2 separate regions of the Gossypium hirsutum genome follow, and region 1 is linked to region 2. The links are chromatin contacts, called in public Hi-C maps. All regions are on one chromosome and are shown on one strand. Each heading gives the region's core, a stretch centred on a gene start, on an enhancer-like site or on the middle of the called end of the contact. The rest is flanking DNA. Distances are from core to core; before and after follow the strand shown.

The links. A called contact is a pair of places that touch in the nucleus more often than the background predicts.
Region 1: a contact with region 2 is called in a Hi-C map of leaf, with 2.5 times the contacts expected there. The contact joins the promoter of LOC121225549 here to the promoter of LOC107918056 in region 2. A contact is called at or near these places in 3 of 34 Hi-C or Micro-C datasets (hypocotyl, leaf and petal).

Annotation. Positions count from the first base shown.
Region 1 is chrD13:1,933,351-1,936,889 of Gossypium_hirsutum_v2.1, reverse strand. LOC121225549 (protein phosphatase 2C 37) reads right to left here and starts at 1,254. Exons shown (of 4, transcript XM_041109897.1): 1 at 645-1,254; 2 at 223-546. The coding sequence starts at 1,118.
Region 2 is chrD13:1,803,959-1,807,784 of Gossypium_hirsutum_v2.1, reverse strand. LOC107918056 (telomere repeat-binding protein 3) reads right to left here and starts at 1,442. Exons shown (of 10, transcript XM_016847556.2): 1 at 1,169-1,442; 2 at 382-532; 3 at 1-265. The coding sequence starts at 462. It overlaps LOC107917260 (probable transcription factor At1g61730), which reads right to left. Exons shown (of 2, transcript XM_041109894.1): 2 at 3,042-3,756. The coding sequence ends at 3,102.

The sequences.
Region 1 (3,539 bases), core at 5-2,504, 130 kb before region 2:
TTATAAAAATAAATATTGATTTTTTAAAAATTATTTATTTATTAATTTTTAGATATTTTGAATAAAAATAAATATGATAATTTAAATATCTTATTTAAAAAATATATAATTTATTGATAAATAAATATCTCCTTATCTTATTCATAAAAAAAAACATTAAAAATATTAAATGTCATTACACTCTAAATTAAAAACCTCGAAATAAAGAATAAAATGTCTCACCTTGTGATCGTCGGAGAGGGGGAAAGCGGCACCATTTCGACACAAAACAGCGCGAGAATCACCGCAATTAGCAACAATGATCTTATCCGGGGTGATTAGAGCAACTACGGCGGTGGATCCAACGGCGTCGCACTGTGGAGTTCGAAGCTGACATCGGCAGGTAGAACTCTCCTTGGCGTTTACTGTCCATTCTCTAACTTCTTCATCCATCCTCTCAAAGCTTTTCTCCATCGTATTCTTCCACTCCACCGCCTTCAAACCGCCGCATGCTTCGACTTCTTCTTTCACTATCTCGTGAAACCGATCTCTACACTTCATCGCAACCTAAAAAAAAAAAAGAAAATAAATCAGTTATAACAGAACTAATTAAATTTTGTTAATAAAATTGAATTTAAGAAATATTTCAAGATTCGATTTAGTACATGAGTGCAGCCGTGGCCGTCGAAGACGGCGAAGAAGTGAATATCCGACGAAATTTGAACTTGAGAGCTTTGTTTACAAAACGAAGGATGAATCGAAACAGCATCTTCCATATCTCGTCTCCTTCCACAAACAGAAGCCATTCCGAACTTCGGCCGTTCCTTTTCATCTTCCATGGACTTCTCAATCATTAATTTTACTGTTCCATTAGAAAATAGACCTTCGTTCTTAAATCCGTGATCTTTTGAGTTTTGAACCGCGTTATCACAATCCCGAGAAGATACCGGTAGGAATAGATTGCGATCGAGCTTATGGCGTTTCCGATCGTTCTCTAACGGTGGTTGAACAGCAGCGTCAGCTACTATCTTAAACGGACGAAGCTCTAATATCCGACGGCGAGAAGCTCTTAACTTTGGCTCAACCGTAGCTGCCGCCGCTTCACTTTCTCCGACAACTCCACAGTAAGTTCCAGCCATTTTGCTACTAAGTTACTTGAAAACGTTCTTCAGTGATGAACAAAGCTTCCTTGCAAAATCAGATTCCTATTTTTCTTTTTCTAATTTCAGATCGAAAGGGAAGGGGAAGAGGAAGGGGAAGGACCCATAAAAATGGCAGGGAGGCACGGAGAGAGCTTTGGCCTTTTTGTACTGAGAGCACTAGTTTAAGGTGGGGGCCACACCTAAGGCTCGGGCAGTGTGACCGTCACCGTTCGGGTAAACTGACCCGACACGTACAATTTGTGTGACGTCTATTTACTGAATACAAGAAGGTAAATCTGCACCGTCTACTTGATCAGTTTCATTCAGTGAAGGACACGTGTATATAGACATGTGGGCCAATCAGTGAAGAAGGCGAGTTATTGAAGTGACGTGCCCTTTTTCCTGACACGTATGTGGAGAATGGGGACGGACTTGTATTTCTCTTAAACGCTTCTCATTTCAGTTATAATTGGGTTTTAAACGGCTACCAAACACTAAAGATATTTTATTACGGGTGAATTTGGATGAGTGTAAAAATAATGGTGACGGCAGGGATAGTTATTATTGCGATTTTATAATGTAAGATAAAAAATAAGTTAAAAGCATTACGTTGCATTCAACCGTTTATTTAAATTTATTCCTATTAAATTGGGTTATTATCCTATATCGAGTAAAACAAATTAATCCCATTTGTTTTTTAGAATATAATAAAATAAAAAAAATATTTGGTATAGACTCCATAAGTAAAATTAGAGGTTAATAAGTGTCCAAAAAAAATATAATAAAATATTAAAAAAATGAATATTTTTTTATAAGAGGATACATGCCAAAATTTTAAAATTATTCGTAGAATAAAAAAATACACTACCAATAATAGCCAAATAAAATAATAATCAAATAATTAAAATGGACACTTGGCATTATCCTAGATCGCTTATGGAGTTTTTAGACTTTACAAAAAGAAAAATCAAAGGGTGACAAGTGTCTTATAAGGGTATAATAGAATATTAAGAAATAAATATTTGAAGGAAAGATAAGCATGTCAATTTTTTTAATACTAATGGAATAAAAAAAAAGTACATTGCCAATGTACCAAAAATCGACCAGGTGAAAATTTAAAAAAATAATATCTTAGGCACAATGAATAATAACATAATTCATTATTTGCGAAGAATTTATAAATAAATATTAATAATTTTTTGATTTAAAGTTTAAGGTTTTGAATTTAAGGCTTATAGTCTCTAAATAATTATGTTTAAAAAAATTATCGATATTTATTTATAAACCATCAACTATTTATCTTTTTATGAAAAATTATTAATATTCTCTCAAAAATAAATTCAAATAGAATTTTAAAAAATATATTAATCAATAATAAATAAAATTTAATCAACATAAATATTAATACCATCTATAGATACTTAAACCCCGAATTTAGTTGAAAAATGATAAAACAAATTACAAAAATAAAAAATAAAAAATAAAAAATTGGAGGATATTATATAACATAAAATCAATAAAATATGTTTTGTCTTTCTTTTTGGTAGATAAAAGAATAAAGTTTTAAGCTAAGATTAAAGTAGAATTAGTTGCCGTCAAACAATGGGTATGTAGTGCAATGGTTGTCATAATCTAATAAACTCCTCGCACTCTTTGGTAGTTCCTTGTGAATAATCAAATGCTCCATTTCACCTTAGACTTTTTTTGCAATACGATCTGTCACACTATTACTCTCTCTCAATATCTATCAAAGCTTCACTTCCCAATCCTTAAAACACCAGTCTTGAATGAGTCTAATTTCACTACTAATATTATTTGCTATTAGCCCATTCTGAATAATACCAGCACCGAATTATCACTCTCAATCTTTACTCTACAATACCCGTTTTAATATGTTTTATCTTTTATAACCTAAAATCAATAAAATCTCAAATTTATGTAAATATGTAATGCAAACTCGTTTATATTTTTTTTACAGTAAAAGGGGGAAAAAGTTATGTAAATATGTAATGCAAACTCGTTTATATCTTTTATAACCTAAAATCAATAAAATCTTAAATTTATGTAAATTTATGTAAATATGTAATGCAAACTCGTTTATATTCTAGGATATGCTATGTTATTATTATCATCATGCAAGGCTTTTAAGGTAGCATCAGGTTCACTGAAAACATGCATTCTTAAAGGAAAACTTGTCGCAAAATTGGCCATAGAATCATTTACATGATTGCCTTCTTGTAAATGTGTACCATGTCCACCTCCCAGTCTCGTTTCACCATATTCAACAAAGCTCTCTAAGCACTACATTCCACGTATAAGAATCCCCCATGCGTAGTTGAGTTACATGTCGAGTAAGCTTGATCATGCCCATCAAAAGCTCCTCACCCCAAATAGGTAGAAATGGCTTAAGTCGGTTCA
Region 2 (3,826 bases), core at 193-2,692:
TGTCACTGTTTTCAGTGGTCCAATCAGAGGTAACAACACTCGCATCACAGCTTACATGCCCGACGCATTCAGTTTTCAACGGTTTATCATCGTATCGAGTTTCCAGTTTAACATCTTTACCTATAGAAACATGATCATGTCCTGCAGATGCATTGCTAGAAGCAGAGCTTTCACCCTCCTCCAGTAGCTTTCCAGCTAATGAAGCTAACAATTCAAATGCGCATATTCGACCATCTTCAACCACCCTCTTAGTCCGGTCCCTCTTCTGAAACCCCAGAAAAAAAACCCGTCATTTTATTAATCAAGTTGGAAGAAAATTCAACATGATCAAAGCTAGCAGAATATCAACAGAAATCCTTAAATGATACAAAAAAGGCATACCCGAATCGATCGAGGGGCTCGAGGTACATTCGAGACACGAAAGGCATTAAATCCATAATCTAACCTCTTCTTAAACACCATATCTCAGGCATGTATGACAATCCAACTCATCAATCAGAAAGATAATTTAATCTCTCCAGATTCAAATTCTCTGTATGTAAGCCAATCCAAAAATGAAAAACAGAGCATATATCAGCACAATTACAAAGATAATCGCACAAACCTTATAATTAGTTTACAGAAAGGAATCAAATTATTTGTCTTTGTCAAGGAATAATCAGATCAGCAGATCTAGAAGAGGAGAAGAAAAACATAAACCCCAGAAAACAAAATTAAAGAAAACTGAAATCAAATTGCCAGAGTTTAAAAATAAAATTAAAAGAATGAACCAATCAGTTCAGATATCAAAACCCAAAATAGTACACAAGAGAAGATCATAGTTGCGTTAACTTTGATAAAAAAAAATCAAAATTCCGTTAAAATTAATTTCCTCAAGTAGCATTAAATTGCTTGAAAAACTCTCCAAGTCAATCAAGAACTTGAATCATTAAACACACAACAAAATCCCATAAACCTCGAAATTGACCTCGAGTTTTAAATTTGGCATGAATCCAAAGACAAAAACCCAGAACAGATCTCGATCCATAAGCAGTTGAAATCGAAATTCACTTGTGAAAAACACATTTTGCTTCATCATTTGGCATAATTCAATGTAATAAAAGAACTCACTCCCATGAAAAAAGGAAGAAACCAAGAATTCAAGTAAAAATAAAAACCAATAGCTCACCTTTTAAATTGAAATGATCTCCAGTTTCTTAAATCTCAATATACATATATACAGAAAAGAATTTTTTTTTTTAATGAAAATTTTCCTGGGAAAAGTCCTTGAAAAAATTATTGAGAAACAAAGATAAGGGATTTCAAAAAATCCCAAACTAAATTCAATTGAAATTCATTGAAACAAGATCCTTTTTTTTTTTTTTAAGATTGACGTGGTTTCGGATGGTGAAGAAATTTTAAGACAAAAACCCCCTTAAAGAAAACCCACCAAGAAAATAAATAAATAGAAGACAAAGTGCTTAAACCCATATAACTTTGAGCACAAAACCGGATCGACCGGTCAATTAGAGATGGTTTACCGGCAATAGAAGGTAACTAAAACCCCTCCCCTTCGCTCTAGTTGTGACCGGTTCTTAATTCCTTTCTTTGAATCTAAAAATCAGATAGTACTTCCACGTGGACCAATCATGATTTTAGAAACAATTGTTTTAAGACCCATATTTTCCGTTAAATGTTAATATTGTAAGAAGTATTTTGTAAGGAATATTTTAAGGGTAAACTATTAAAATAGTCACTTTTATTTGTCTCAGATTATATTATTACGTTATAGTATTTTAGTCACTGAACCCTTAATTGTTGTTAACAGTGTAACCGTAAGCTGACGTGGTACAATAAATAATCATTTTAAACAAAATTTATGTTAATTTATACAATTGATCCCTATATTTTTTTCGTTTTGAGCAATTTAATTTTTTTCTTTATATTTTTTTAACTTTCCTTTTTTTTCTCCCTCTATTTTTCTCCCTTCTCCATTTTTTTAAACGTAATTTTTCTATGTTTTCCATTTGTTAAAACTAGTCCTTATACTTTTGTTTTTTTTTAACAATTTAATTTTTTCGAGTGAGGCGAGCTTGTGGATTAGTTTTAACAAAGGGAAAACATAAAAAATTTACGTTAAAAGAAATAAAGAAGGGAGGAAAATAGGGGAAGAAACGAAAGAGAATAGAAATTAAAAAATATATATATGATGTAAAAATATTTAAATTTAATATTACCTTGATGATCTGATTACATATATGATATTATTACAAAGCAATTTAATTTGATTTATATATTTAAGTAAATATCCATTTTAAACCTAAGTTACTTCTATATATAAAATTAAAAATCAAGATTAATAGCATAAAATTTTAGGGGTAAAATTTAGTCACATAAATGTTGTGCGGTAAATTTAATCATATTCTTAAAGTGTAATGATAAATATTAATATTAATCAAAATAAAATATAGTGGTAAATTTACATGTTAACCCTTTATATTTAGATAAAATTGTTAAAATTTAAAATTAAAATTTGAATATATAAGCTCTTTAGTACCTTAAATTTCAATACCATGTAATGTAATAAATTATCAATTTTGATTTAAATTTATCTTACATTTTTTAATTTAAAATTTAAAATAAGTAGTGAATTTAACATTTAAATTTATGGTCTAAATTTTAAAACAAATTGAATGGTAATGGAACAAAAATGATGGGGAGGTTTAAGCCAAATAGCAGCAGATTTCTGAACATGTTCAGTCGCTGATATGCACAAACGAAGTGCACCCATTTCGGAACATCAAAAGGTGACCAATAGCAGCTTGATTTACAAGTGAGGAAATACCTAATTTAGCAGGAATCTTTGGTAAATGGCAGCAAAATGGCAATACTTGGGAGGTGAAGCAAGTATCAGCGAACTGATTAAAGGAGGACAAATTTAAGAGATATGGCAGCGGCAGCAGTTTATGGAGCAAAGTAAGCACCGAATCAAGGCCAATTGAGGCTTGCGGCAGACAGACAAACAAATGAGACAGAAATAAAAAAGGATTAAGCAATTAACATAACAAAATATGCTTAACAGAGATAGAACTCCATAAGTTACTCTCTATGCATAATAACCACTATTTGTCTTCAGACTTGTAATATTTCAGCAACAACTTTGCTTGCTCAGCAACAAATTCAGTTCGCCTCGCATACGCTTCCAGCTGCGCGACTTGCAATTTCATCCATTTTGCCTCCAAAGCCGCCTTCTTTTCACCATCAACCATATCCAACCCCACCTTTACAACTGCCTCTTCTAAGTCAGAGAGACTAAATTTCTTATCAAGGAAATTACTGGAACTCTTAGATACCACCTCATTGACTTCTACTGACACCGCATCGTCTATTTTCTTATCGGAAGAAGAAAGCAACTCAGCTTTCACTGCAACCTCTGCCTTGTTATTCCCCTTGGCTTTCCCATTCGACTTAGCAGTTGAAGACTCAACTTTTCCACTAATCCCTTCTTTGCCCCAAATCTGTTTCGACAACTCAAAAGCATTTTGTTCATGGGGTTTAGAGAAAGTTGGATCCTCACCCTTGTTATTTTTACCAGCATTGCTTTTGAATTTTTTCTTTAATCTTCTTATCTTATCCATCAGCTGTACTTTGCTAACATCAGTATGAATCGATTTCTTAACAAATTCATAGAACTCATTCATATCAGCGCAAGGGTCAGCCCCTTTTTTAGCAGAATAATCCAACATACCAATCAACAAAGCAATCTCATCATCTTCACTGTGTTGCGGAAGCGACGATAATATTAATAACAATATTATCAGAAATATTTAGATAATTATTATGCCAA